2 separate regions of the Mus musculus genome follow, and region 1 is linked to region 2. Evidence: chromatin contacts called from public Hi-C data. All regions are on one chromosome and are shown on one strand. Each heading gives the region's core, a stretch centred on a gene start, on an enhancer-like site or on the middle of the called end of the contact. The rest is flanking DNA. Distances are from core to core; before and after follow the strand shown. Region 1 has its middle 60 kb from the start of Lpar1. Region 2 has its middle 18 kb from the start of Mir3095.

The links. A called contact is a pair of places that touch in the nucleus more often than the background predicts.
Region 1: a Hi-C map of bone marrow-derived macrophages shows a contact between it and region 2, with 2.4 times the contacts expected there. The contact joins two enhancer-like sites. A contact is called at or near these places in 1 of 39 promoter capture datasets (embryonic stem cells), 4 of 15 datasets of contacts at CTCF or cohesin (embryonic stem cells, large pre-B cells and pro-B cells), 63 of 484 Hi-C or Micro-C datasets (B cells, the BV-2 cell line, the C10 cell line and 17 more), 11 of 115 datasets of contacts at active chromatin or transcription factors (bone marrow-derived dendritic cells, embryonic stem cells, expanded potential stem cells and 2 more) and 1 of 9 other capture datasets (embryonic stem cells).

What each region holds. Positions count from the first base shown.
Region 1 is chr4:58,609,399-58,616,990 of GRCm38.p6, reverse strand. It overlaps the pseudogene Gm12579. Among named protein-coding and RNA genes, the nearest start is that of Lpar1, 60 kb to the right of the region's middle. Within about 2 kb of position 3,755, at least 28 of the 459 cell types and tissues checked have an H3K27ac peak or open chromatin away from gene starts, as enhancers often do. A contact at or near this core is called in bone marrow-derived macrophages, granulocyte-monocyte progenitors and macrophages, where this site is marked.
Region 2 is chr4:58,419,987-58,426,773 of GRCm38.p6, reverse strand. No RefSeq gene overlaps it. Among named protein-coding and RNA genes, the nearest start is that of Mir3095, 18 kb to the left of the region's middle. Within about 2 kb of position 3,368, at least 31 of the 459 cell types and tissues checked have an H3K27ac peak or open chromatin away from gene starts, as enhancers often do. A contact at or near this core is called in bone marrow-derived macrophages, granulocyte-monocyte progenitors and macrophages, where this site is marked.

The DNA of each region.
Region 1 (7,592 bases), core at 2,506-5,005, 190 kb before region 2:
AGAGGTTGACATTAAGTTGCTTCCTTGATCATGTTCCAGTCTTATATCCTGAGATATGGTCTTTCATTTGCATCCAGAGCTCAACACAGGTTCAGTTAGCCCAGCAAGACATCTTGTCCCAAAGATCCCTGGTCTCTGCTTCTAGCATTCTGGGGTAATTGGCAGGCTTTAGTGACCAATAAATGGCTTTTAACATTTTTACATGAATTTGGGGAATCTGAACCCTGTGCTCTGCTTGTGCTGCAGAGCTTTACCCATTGAGTCAATTCTACAGACCTTTTTTGCTACATTTTGAGATACACACACACACACACACACACACACACATACTGTTGTTGTTGTTGTTTTGTACTTCTAGTGGATCTCTATCTACTTGTGAAATAGTCCAGTGTTTGAGTGAAAAAGTATATGGTGGTTCAGTTTAGTTATCAAATTGGCCCAAGCTAGAATCACTTGGTAAGACAGTTTCAGTGGGCATGTTTGTGGGAGATGGCCATAATTCAGTTGATTGATGTGTGAGGACACAGTCCCCTGTGGGTAACACTATTCCCTAGGCAGGTCCTGAACTGTATGAATGGAGAACTGAAGCTGCACATACACAATAAAGGAGATGATCATGCATGTATTTATTGCTCTCTGCTCTTGACTATAGATGTGACATGACTAGTTGTCTTAAGTTTCAGCTATCTTGACTTTCTACAGACAGACACCTGGAGCTACGAGCTAAAATAATCCCACTCTTCTCTAGGTTGCTTTGTGTCAGGATATTTTATCACAGCAACAGACATTAACTCAGAACAGAGTAACTGTTTTCAAGAAGAGTATTGTTAAAAGTGAGATTCCATGTTGGTGAGCTACTACTCATCATTAACCAGTAACATTGAGTATAGAATCACCTCTCAAAAATCCAGTTTCATGTCTGTCTAGAAATTATATATATATATATATATATATCCAACATATATTTTTGTCTTGCTCAAATGATCCCGTTGATTAATATCCTTTTGGTGTTTGACATCAAGTGGTAACATAGGTTTTGCACCTAGAGAGAAGAGCTCCTGCACTCCCCATCCACAGACATACTAAGTTCATCTTTACAGACAGCAGAGTTCTTAGTGTAGAGAGAACACACAGAGGAGCATAGCTACTTTTTTTCCTTTTGTTCAGAGCAGCCCTGGGACAAGTCTTGGTGTAATATCAAGAGCCTTTTTCATTTTATAAATTACCCCTGCTTAGGTAATAAGATGTATGTCCATCTTAACCCCCATAGACAGTGAGTGTATCAACAGTGAGTAGGTGAGTGATTTCCTAGCCTCGTCCACCTTGAGGTCACAAAGAGAAACATCTCTGCTGCAGCATTCCATATCACACTCTCCAGCAGAAATCTGGCGAGCGGTGCATGAAGTCAGCAGCAGAGGTAAAGATTCTGCTTTCCTAATATAGAAGTAAAATGACTCCCCATCTCTACCAGGTCTCCCAACTATTAACTGTCTCCATTTTCTTCTTTTAAAAAGTGAGGATGGAGATCAGGACTAATAGAGTCTTCAACTCAGTGAGGTTCTGGGGAGGGAGAAGCTGTGTGAATAGAAGCGGAGACACCTTGTGGGTCGGCAGTTTGGGGTGAAATACTCTGATTATATGAAGTTCACGTTAACCCACTGGTGAGAGCTATAACAGTTATGGAATTAACATTGGTTCTACTTGATAAAGAATTTCAGTTGTCAAAACCAGGATTAATATTTCAGTTTGGCCCTCATGTCAGAATGCCTTGAGATCATGGGATGAAAAGTCAAAGATGTAAAATAAGCAAACGCTTGCCCCTCCTAGACTTGGTAGAGCAAAGGCACATTGATAGCAGTTCTCTGTGCCCTGGTTCTGTCAAATCCACAAAGTGTGCGACAACCGCTAGAGTTGGCATTAGCAGGAGCCACCAGGGCCCTGTCTCTGTGGGTTGCAAAAGCTTCCAAAAGCTGTTGCAGGTATTTACTTAACACCTGTGAGTCCAGACAAAAGGAAGTTTATAGGGAAGGAACACATTCCTGAGGGAATGGACGAAGCTAATTAAGAGGGGAACCAGGAGCCTGCTGGGATTTCATTTCCTTAAGAGCCCACACAATTAATTATAGCCTGCTTTACCAGACTTTGCGGATGTCATGTTGTGGTTCTACACTCATTGCAAGTCCCCTCCTAAAGTCAGCTCACTGCCTTTGGGAACACCTGCTGGGATGATGTGAACTGGGGTGGGGGGTGGGGCTCTCACTTGCAGCCTGGAATCTGACCACCGGGAAATACAGACAGTGTGATAGGCTGACACATAGAGAATTCCATGATTGGCATCTGTGTGCAAGGTAACGAAGATTGGTGGGAACACAGCCCAGAACTGAGGGCGGCATTTCATGATGTCAGGAAATGAACAGCTAAGTGAAGAGCGTGGAAATCCCACACAAGGGTGTCTGTATGTCACAGGAGCCATAAGCTGGCATCCAGGAGTCTCACAGGGGTAGAGGGCCTGAGAAGAGATGTACGTAGGATTGCTGAGATCATGAGAGTTAAGATGAGGACTAGAACTCCTGCCCTGTATGCCCTTGATAGCAGCAGCCTTTGGCCAAAGTCTATGGACTGGCATTAAAGAGAAGCACCCTAGGCAAGGATGGAGAGAAAGGCAAGGCTCGGATGAATACAAGTAGGTAAAACAGGACACAGACTGAGGTCTCCAGCTCAAAAGGTGCTGTGACCCACCTCTGGGTGTTAACGCTTTCCTTAAAAACCAATTACTTCCTGAATGAAGAGGTAAATCCAGGGCGTTGTGAATTTAGAGGCTTTAAACTCACAAAAGGGCTGCACTTAGGTTTCCACCTTGGTGGAACTTGATTAAGGAAAGGAATTTTTCCTTCTGTGGTCTGAGGTTGTTTCATGTGTTGATGACTAAGTGTCACATCAGGAAGACCCACCTTTGTCTTGTTTTTCTTTTTTTGATAATGAGCATAGTTGGGCTAATAGTTCTAAGGAAAGGGAATTTACAACAAGGGCTCTGAGCTTTGTATAGAGACATTAATCCCTTTGCCACTTCCTAGGACTTTATCAGCTAAGTGAAGCTACTGACAATTAGATGTGAATGAGACTTTGTACACTTAGTCCTCATTTTAAAGACCAGATACGTTTGACTAAACCTGTTGGGGCCCGGAGAGGTGCCTGGAGCTCCTCCAATCGCTGGAGCCTGGGGTCTGCTTTTCCTGCCTTACTGGCTCTAATCTCTCAGAAGCTGTCCTTTGGCAAATCATTAGCAAGCTGTAGCTTTTCTTGACAAGTCCCTACCTGGGAGTTCTTTTCATAACAACGTAAATCTCCTTAAGACCCTAAGGATGAACCCCGAGGTGAGCAGCTTAGAAACAGATAACCCCTCCATCCACTGAGATATAGGCTGCACAAGTGACGTTGTCATAATAAAATTAATATCAAAACACAGAGGAATTAAAGGGCAATGACAATGTTTTGTATTTATAAAGTAAAAAACTTGGTCTAAAAATAGCATCATCAGAGGGCAGATTTATAACAAGTTGGCTTAATGACTTTAAATCACTTCATTTTTAAATTATAGAATCAAGCAGTACTTTAGTAACATAGAATCGTGATTCCAATGAGCTCAGTAGAAAAAAATACCCAGCTCTTTGTAAATGAAGAAGGATTGGAAGAAAATAGAAAATGAAAGTAACAATTATTAGGCAATCAGAAGAGTAGATAAAAACCAGAAGTGGGCTGGCCATTTCAAAGTCACTTCCCCTAAGCTATGGGGACAGTGAGACCTACTAGAACAATCCCCGTCCAGTCCACCTCAGATTACATCTTTTGTTGTAAGCATTAAGTGCAGAGGAAACTTCCTTATCGAACCAACTGAAACCCACCTGATAGGGCCTTAGGCTGTTATCTGGAACACTGATTTCTAGTCAGTAGGTAGCTTAGTTTTCAGCTTGGTGCCTCAATTCTAGTGTGGGAATTAGTCTAAAGCAATGACCTTCTGTAGTTCTTCTTCAGCTGTCCTGTAAAGGTAGATGCATGGCATTATCTTCTTGTCTAGAGAATACTATGAGCTGTGTGTCCTTATGGGCCATCGTAGGCTCATCACTTGTAATAAATCACTCACATGGGGTTTTGATCACCTTGGAGGCCAGGCATGTATGGGATTGGGAGTATATAAGACATACCTGTGCCTTCCTCTAATTATTGCTCTGAATCTAAAACTATTCTCTGAAAAAGCATTTTTTTGTTTTGTTTTAATGCTAAAGAACAGATTTTATTATTTTCCCAAAACACTAAAATAGCCCATGGCATAGTAATTTAGGACACAATATAAATGACATATGCAGTCAGGTCCCCCAACTCTCCCATGGCTGTTTTTAACTCTGTCTTGGGTAGGGAGGCTTTAAAATGTCTACTCTTTAAATGACCTTTATTAAAGTTACCAACAAACCACAAAGGGAAAGTCACTTTGGGAAAAAAAAATCTTAATGTAAAAGAAATCACAAGTCCTGGGCTGGTGTAAAGGAAAACGCTTCATTGCTTCATTTGCCATCTGTGTTCTCAAACTCTTCTGTAATTTTAAATTATCCTAAATTTAATATTGCAACTTCTCCAAAGTGCCTCCATTAAAAACTGCAACTCAGGCGGAAGGAGGGGGACATGTGAGAAGGGACCTCTGGCTGCAGGTCACCGAGTCAGTACAGTGCAGAAATGGCAAGCAAGACTCTTCATGACCGAAGCAAGGCTTACAAGGAGTGGAGGGCGTAGCCTAAAGGCCTCCACTTCCATCAGATGGCCAGAGGTGAGCTGAGGCAGGCGGCACCCGGACACTAGCCCTTGAGGATGTGTCTCCATGATTTAGAACTCTGTGATAAAGGTTCCTGTCTCATCTTATACTGAGCAGATCAATCATTTTCGCGGGGGGAGGGGGTTTCCCAGTTCTGAGTGTCTTTCCGAAACGATTGAAAACATGCTCGAAGACGTCCTTCTGCATCAACCACTGAGGTGCGTCTGGTTCACAGGAAACAACAGGAACTGAACGGCTGCAGCATACGCCAGACTTAATGCAAAAGAAACTGTAAGACAACCTTTAAAATTAATCTGCTATTTTTATTGTTCTGCTTGAACCTTAACTATGGCATCAGAGACTTGCTAATCTGGAAGATTGCAGAGCCAGTGACCCCATGACTATCTGCGGACCATCTGAAGTACTTGAGAGTTTTCTCATCTTCTACTGTTTCCTCTGAAAGCACGGGATTGAAACGGTCAAGGGACACACATCTCAGCTCGTCTTCTGGGAGAACTTTATAATAGGGGTAAGCATACGGCAGATGGCACAGCTCAGAGTATCAGTGAGACAGTTCTGACCAGGTGCCTAGCCCCTTGGGGACAGCACTTAGTGGTTCACCTCTTAGGAATCCCACTTCCCTCAGTTTTGGATGGCCTGGCCACCCAGGACTCTCCTTTGAGGTACTGTCCATGGTTGTCCGTGGCTCTGGGCTCTCTTCCTGGCCAGTCACTTCCTAGTGCATCCCCGATGCCGCGGGACATCCCGGCTAGTTGTTCTTCTGAAGGAGCAGGGGGCAGAGCCACAGCCTTGCCGAGGGAGGCTGCTAGAGCTGAGCTTCTCCCCACTGATCCCTTCAGAGTCTGAAGCACTTTGAAGCCACCATGATGCAGGAGGCTGGCCTTGCTCTGATCATGCTTCATTTCTGAGGCTGCTGCTGCCATGGCCCGTGACTTTCCATGGCTATCTATCAGCAGACTACAGGCTGGTCTGTCCAAGAAGGCACAACTGATGGGCTGGGGTTCCTCTTCTGACTTCTTTTCTTAAGGCCACATGCTAGTTTGTCCGGGTCACCTCCTTGTGACTGCTTGGCCAGGCAGACACCCAGGGTCCCTCTCCCAGCTTTCATGGTCTGTGCCCTCTGATGCAGTGAGTCGAGGTGAGGCCTATCAGTCAAGGATGGACTTCAGTGGATCTCAGTGTGAACCTGCAGACGGACGTTGAGCATCATGGAAGCCACGATGTAGAGGTAGGGAAAGTTGATGCGCAGCCGCCAAGCCAAGTCAAAGAAGATGAGCAGCGTGCGGGTCAGCCCCTTGCAGAAGACCCCATAGGATTAGGCGGAGCGCTACAGCCGGACAGCCAGACCCGACAGAGCCGTGGCCATATAGAGATCCGCGGTGCCCCCTCTGCCCGCCCGCCCTCCCTCTCCGTGCCCCATCGCCCAAGGCCTCCTCCCCCGGGCCACTCCTCAGCGCTTAGGGATCTCAGGGAGCAAGGGAGACCATGGCGAGCCCAGCAAGAGGGAGGGCCGTGGGGGGTGGGGGTGGGGGGGGTGGGAAGGGGGGAGCCAAGTCTGCGTGTCACTCTCTGGAGGTGACTCTGCCAGCTACCACCAGGATTCCTGAAAAAGCATTTTTAATTATTTCTTTTACTTTTGAGATGATAGAATTTCACAACTTCCCCCTTCTGAAAGCTTTCCTCCTTCCAAACCCTTCCTTGGTTCTTGATGTCTTTCAAATTCATGGGCTCTTTATTTTGTCTTTATCACACACACACACACATATTCACGCGTGCGCGCACATGCACACACACACACACACACACACACGTTCATATATATTCCTGAATATAACCTGCGTATCTGTATAATGTTACTTTTGTGTATGTTTCCAGAACTGACCATTTGGAATTGAATAACCAGTTGGTGTGCTCTTCCCTCGAGTTAGACTATTTCTCCTGCACCCATTATTCTTAGTTGCCTGTAGTTTCTTATGCATGGTTGGGCCTACATGGTCTTCCCTATCCACTTTCCGCATGTTTATAGTTTTGTCTTTGTTTAGCTCATGTTTACGTAGACTTGTTGGTGAGCCTTTATAGGCGTCACATGCAACAAAAATGGAAAAAAAGGAGCTTGAAACAATTCCATGAGGTCAGGAATGATACAGAGATGTCCCACTCCCCTTCTTTTCAATGTTGTGCTAAACTTGCTAGCTGAAGCAATAAAGCAAGGGAAGGAAATTGAAGTGAGACAAGTAGGAAAAGAAGAATCCAAACTATTCCTGTTGGCAGGCAACACGATACTGTACATTACAGTTCCAGGTGTTATAATTGAAACATTTTAGAAATGATAAACAAATTCATCAGTGTGGCAAGATATAGAATCAACTTACACAGATAGCTTTTCTGTACAACACTGGCAAAGATGCAGACAAAGAGATAAAGAGAACATGGGTACATTCCTACTCACACATTCTCAAAAAGTTTTTTTCTTTTTCTTTTATTGGATATTTTCTTCATTTACATTTCAAGTGTTATCCACTTTCCAGGTCTTCCCTCCAGAACCCCCCTATCCCATTTCTCCTTCCCCTACCTCTATGAGGGTGCTCACCCACCCACCCACTCCTATCATCTTGCCTTGGCATTTACTTACACTTGGGCATGGAACCCCCACAGGATCAAGGACAGCTCCTCCCACTGTTGTCCAACAAGGCCATCCTCTGCCACATGTGCGGCCGGAGCCATGAATCGCTCCATGTGTACTCTTTGGTTGGTGGTCCAGTCCCCA
Region 2 (6,787 bases), core at 2,119-4,618:
TGACAAAGACCAGTAAACACAACTCAGTACCTTCTTTACAGAGCTTATGGAAGACAGCCATGAGAAGAGGAAGTGCTATGTGGGACAGTTTTGCAAGAATGAGTTTGTGTTGTAAATAAGACTTTTCTGAGAAGGTAAGTTTAAACTCTGGAGCTGGAGATTAAGTAGGAATGATCCAGGTAAACTTGGGTGTGCAGGAAAGCTGATGGAATGTCACGTGTAAGATTAAAGGCCTACACGTAAAGACCTACAAGATTATATATATGGAACATGAAAAGCATTTGGGATAATTGTCAGGAACTGCATCAAGACAAACCCTGTAATTTATTCTAAAGAACTTTCTCCGTATTCTAAGGAATGAGCTGCTGAAGGGTTTCAAGACTGGGAAGGAAATGATGAGATATGCAGTTTTAAAGACTGCTGACTGTGTCATGGTGTAAATGGGGGTGTGGATGGATAAGGGGGAGCAACAGAATGCCACTGATGTGTCTGGGGAGGGGAGTAAAGTTAGCTTGGCCAATGGGGCTGAGGAGGTGGATAAAACAGTGTAGATACAAGAGGTAAGACGGAGCCAAGCAGTGGTGGGAGGCCATGGGTGACGCAGGAAAAGGACTTGGTTCGGGAAACACTTTCTTCTGGTTTCTTCTGGGGTCACTTACTCAGAAGGGAACTTTCATAGAAAAACAGATTTGGGGTAAGAGTAGGGGAAGGACAGAAGTTTAGCTGTGGACTTAGTCTCTGTCTATCTAAGAAAGGCAAGGACATCTTATACTAGGTCATTGATCTTGCTTGGAAGAACAGTGTCAGAGAAGATGACCAGCAATTCACTGGCAAACAGATGACTCGAGAAACACGGGTGTGTTTCCCGTTGCTCAAGGAAGCCTGCGGAATGGACAGGATGGGGAAAGCTGAGGACACACTTGGAGGAAGACTAACATTTGTGGGTAGGAAGGAGTTTAAAGAGGAATCTATGAATCAGAATCTGTAGAGAAATAATTTTAAAGTGGCTTAACATTCAGGTACTTAGTATATGTTTGCCTTTACAACTTTTAAGTCTTCCAGTTACATTGTAGCATTTTTAGTGTTGCTCCTAACCATTCATTCATATGTTAAATCTATGTGCTTTATATTTTATTAACAGCTACCAGGGGAAGGAAGTAATTAATAGTCCTACCCAGCTATGACACCTATGAACTACAACAATGACCAGCATGGCTAGACAAAGATATAACAAATGGCACTCATGCTGGTAGCACCCGATAGCAGCTGTCTAGTTGGACTTAGGACCCACTTGACAGGAAGGAATTTTTGCCTGTTACTAGAAACCTAGTTGAGCCCATGGACCTTAGAAGAGTAGTTGGTATTGCCACCGTGCTTAGACCAGCCTAATTCCTAACTATAGTCTAAATCTTATCCATATAACACAGATAAGAAGGATAGCTCCCACCCCTCATCAAAGAAGCTTCTCTCTACAGCAAATGGAAACCATCAACAGAAAAACACAGCTAGACACCAAGCAGAGATCAATGGACGCCAGGGAGCCCAGCCCAAAGGGACATTTCTGCAGCACAGCTCTTATAGCTCTGGGAACATCTCAGAAGAGGTTATCAGAGCCAGAATTCCAGAATATCTGCTGTGTGGTTGCCTCTTAGAAAAGGTAGCATAAACCAGAATCAAAATAATGGCAATGGCAAGAGAATGTTAATGTTGACGGAGGAAAATCCCATAAAGTCCTAACTCTAGACAAAGAACTACAGGCAACGAATGACTGCTGGGAGAGGAAGAATTGGCTTCTCTCGGGGTTGAGCCCCTGCATTGCCTGTCCAAGGTAGAAGGACTAGCTCTGAAGCCATATACACACAAACTGCAAAAACAGATTCAGCAGGGTGTATACATATACACATATCCACATTCCTGAGTGTGGATACACCATGGAAATCAGAGGATGTCCTCGTTATCAGAACTCAAGATACCACGTACTTTGTTTGCAGGACAGAATCATCCCTCCTTGGCCAGGAACCAAGCAGATAGTTTAAGTTGGTACTAGTGACTAGTGAATCCCCCTGGCTCCACCCTAGCAATGTTGGGATTACAAGTGGGTACCACCACACTCAGGATTTTTACATAGGTTCTTAGGGTTGAACTCAGTTTCCTGTGCTTGTGCACTTGGGAGCACATTACCCACCCATCTCTCCAGCCATCGATGGAGTCTTGATAGAGATGAACACCAAGGGTTTATCAAGTCATTATAAGGATGAACACACACACACACACACACACACACACACACACACACACACACACATACATATATATATACCTGTGTACGTGGAACAATATAATAAAGAAAAATAATCAAGAAATTGAGAGCGGAGATGACATGGGGAGGGTTGGAGGGAGAAAAGGAGAAGTGATATAATATATTAATTAAAATATATTAAATTTTAAAGAAAACATGAATAGAATATTTCTTTTATTATATTTTGCTAATTATTAATATTAGAAAAACATTCTTTTATACATTTGTTTATGATTAATAATCATCTTAAGCATCCTTAAAATAAAAAACAAAACCAGAAACAAAGGACGGAAGAGCTGGCTCAGTGGTTAAGAGCATACACTGCTCTTCCATAAGACGAGAGTTCATTTCCCAGCACCCACCTGGGGTGCCCCAAACCATTGAAACTCAAGCTCTAGGGGAGTTGATATCCTCTTTGGCCTCTGCTGGTACTGCACTTATGTGAAATAAAAAATAAAAATATTTAAGCAAAATTTGTAATTTGTCATCTTGGAACATCAGTTAGGGTTTTATTTTTTGTTGTTTCTACTTTTGTTGTTTTGCAGTAGTAAAATCTTACCTTGGCAAAGTTAAATGAGAAGCTAATTAAAAGGAAATTTGAAGTTTTTTTCAGAATTAATCAGATTATTAAGAAATTCGGCTTGGGAATCGACAGGCACTGCACTAGAGAGTAGGAACTACAGGAATTTCCCTCTAACAGAAATAATCTGGCCTCAGTTGAAATGAGTGAATTCACATAATTTTTGGTCAAGAACTAGAATCCACTGAGACCTGTTTTAGATCACATCACAGTGTCTGGACTACAGGGCATCCGAGCAGGACTCCACATGGCAACAATCAACATCCAGAAGAAATTACCATTATGTAAATAAAAATTAAGGGATAATTAAAAACAGAAAATGTTGGCCAGTAATAACATCAGATTCCGCTCCTCAGGATCTTCCTTCGTGTGGAGAATCTCACCATCTGCCGCTGACAGCAGTTCCTCCTTTTTTCTCAGTCTGACATTCTTTGGTTTCCTTATCCACACAGAAGCATGTGTGCCAGTAATGAGCAGATATCAGTTTGGGGGAAATACCAGTCACAGAGTACAACCCTGGCTTACTGCGTTAGTTTATAGCAGTGTATCAGAGCAGAAGTGACATGCTAGTGTTTTTGGCTGCCCTTCGGAATTTCCAGTTCTGCGAAAGTCAGTGCTCCCCCTTCCTTCGTACTAATCAGAAAGCAATTCTTTGATTGTTGCCAAATTGGCATATATTTATTTCTCACTTTTACTTTTAGTTTCTTTTGATGACACTGGTGACTTTTTTTCTTTCAGACATTGTCCATTGTCTTTTCTTTGCATAGCCTTTGTCTATTTCTATAGGTTGATCGTGGCTTTTTTTTTAAATTTTAATTTGAAGCAACTTATTTATGAATGTATGGATTTTTTTTTTTAGGTTCTGTGAATGGTAGAATATGCCCTTATTCAACCTTTCCCCCCTTATTTGTTTGGTTTAAGCATCAGCACTTCTGAGGCTCCTTCTCGTTGGCTTGCCCACTTTTAATTTCTCGTTCCTTGGGGAACTTGTGTTACAAACAGAAGAAACTTGTTTCCTTTTTCCTGTCACCCCGCAAGGCTTTGCATGCTATGGTTACTTGGTTGACTCTTTGTTTCTCTTTATTACGCATGTGTGACTCCCTTTCTTCCTTCTAATTTGACATCTTGAAATTATTTGTCCAGTTACTTTGAAGTTTTGTGTATTTAAAGAGATGGCTTTCAGAAACATTTCAACATCTGTCCATGTAAATCTATGTGTTTTTCCTGTCTCAAATTTGGTAATTTTGCTACCAATTCACCAATTGACTTTCTTTCCACCCCCCCTTCCCCACTGTTCTTCATTCATTAAAATAATTTGCCTATTTATTCCCTGATCCTTATTTCCCAGTTTAATTTCACATGGAAATCTTTGCTCACATATGCCAGGGAGCTCCGAGATAACTTCACTGCCAGTTGGTGACGTTGGTACAGTGTTCCTTTTAAAATCTCAAATCTCATCTTCCCTTTCAGTTGTCTCTTTAGAAAGGAATTTTTTTTTTTTTGGTTCCCCTAAATGATTTACCCCTACCAGCCCATGAAGTTATACTTTGTGACAATTTGAATGTGCGACACATGTTTCATCTTTCCTCTTTCATGGATGTTTTCCACTGAGTGTATAGTTTTGAACAATAATTTTTTTTAAAGAAACCTTATGATATGCCTCGAGCTGGGTGGTGGTGGCGCACACCTTTAATCCCAGCACTTGGGAGGCAGAGGCAGGTGGATTTCTGAGTTCAAGGCCAGCCTGGTCTACAAAGTGAGTTCCAGGACAGCCAGGGCTACACAGAGAAACCCTGTCTGGAAAAACCAAAAAAGGGACATGCCTCGATCATCTTCAGCCTAGGTATTTATGCGTTGATAAAAAAGGGTAATCAGGACCATTGGCATATCAACTTTATTCTGGACTTCAGAAATCATGACTCTCTCTATTGGTATCCATCCTCCCAGGCAGTCACATGGTTAGGGAGAGCTATTTGCATTTTTGTTAGGCTGGGCATGTTGATTGTGTCTTAGAATTCCTGCTGTCTATTGAGAAAAGCAGAATGACGTATCCCATTTTGACAGTGCATTGTTTCCTTGGGAGAGAGTCTAAGTTTCTGCATTATGTATTCTATTTCACTAGGAATGTTAAAGCTTAAAATATTCTTTCTAGTTAGTTTTATTTGATGTCCCCATTTTTCTTTCTGTAATTCTTTGAGACGTTATACAATGTATTTTGATCCTACTCTCTTCTAGCCCCGGACTTCTCCCAGATCCCTTACTCTCTTCCCTACCCAACCAACTTTATGTCCTTGCTTTTTGCTTGCTTGTTGTTTTAAAAACTCATCAGTTCTCATTTGTGTTGCTCTTATAGTCTTGGGTGTGTGGTCATCCCCAGGAGCATGGTTAAGTATCGGCTAGAACCAGGCTTTTAAAGAAAACTGACTCTCCCCCTTCCAGCATCTATTAACCGCTGATAACTTCTCAGCTAGGAGTGGAATTTCATGCCCACTTCCCCATACTTGGATGAGATTTTGGCTAGAGCATACCTGATCAAGGTACAGAGAATACATGGCTATCTGGTGGTTTGAATGAGAATGGCTCTAACAGGCTTGTGTGTTTGAATGCTTGCTCCCCAGTTAGTGGAACTGTTTAGGAGGACTGGGAGGAGGTGTGGCCTTATTAGAGTAGGTGTGACCTTGCTGGAGAAGGGTTGTCACTAGGCTAGGCTTTGAGGTTTCAGAAACTCACACCGTGCCCAATCTACTCCCTTCCTGCCTGCAACTTGCAGATTCGATGTGAGCTCTCAGCTACTGTCCCAGCGCCATGTCTGCATGCCCGCCTCCCACCTCTCTACCACAGTGGTCATGAACTAATTCTCTGAGACTGTAAGCAAGCCCTCAATTAAATGCTTTCTTTTAAATGTTGGCTCAGTCATGGTGTTTCATCATAGCAATAGAATAGCAACAAGGGCACCATCTTTAAGAACACCTTAAAAGGTGTTAAAATACATTAAAATTTGATGTTATTATAACTAATTTTCTTTAAACAATTTCTGCTGAGGACTCAGTGAGTCCTTTTGATGCAAACCTCTGTGAGCTCAAAGAAATGTACTACTTGCATTTCTTAAATTACACTGAATATATATATATATTATCTCTCCAAAGCATTGTGCTCCATTTCAGCCTCAGTGAGATGAGTCAAGCCAACCATTACCGGATTTCACCACCAACCTGGAAGGTCTGCAGCCCTCTTTTAACCCACAGAGAAGCTTTCAGCCCAATTCTTCAAGTTTGGCTACTCTCACATCACCTCTGGATCATTTCTTTGATTTCTTTTGCACCTTCAGACAAAATAAGCCCCCTTAGTCCCTCTAAGATCCAAGAGATATAATGTTGTCTCTTCCTTTTCATGGTCTGCTGAAGCTGGAGGAGGCAGCCAGACTCATACTCAGAGGTGCCTTAAGGAACCATGTTTACATTTTTTTCCCTATGTGGCTCTCTAAGCATTTCACCACAGGACTTCTAGAAATATATCTCTTCGATCATTCCTGTCTTCTTTATCTTTTAAATTTGGTAATTGTGATAGTGTTACATTCTTGGAACATTCTTGGGTACACACAGAACTTTGGCTACAAAATTTCATCCTTAAAAGGTTTTTCAGCCAATGAGAGTTGAGTTTGCCCTGCCTTGGCTAGTTTAAGGTTCCCACCTGCCTTTGTTGGAAAAAGTTAGTTGTATCTCCCTTCCCCCTTGGTACCCATACATGGACTTGTAGTTTATCAGACTGTGGATATATTAGTACTGGCAAATTACCATCAGAAGTTTTGGGCATCACTGTTCATAGCCTAACAGGAAAGGAGCGGTGAAGTCAGCATGCACCACAGAAATGGATAAGGAAAATCGAGATCACAGATAGAGAGACACTTG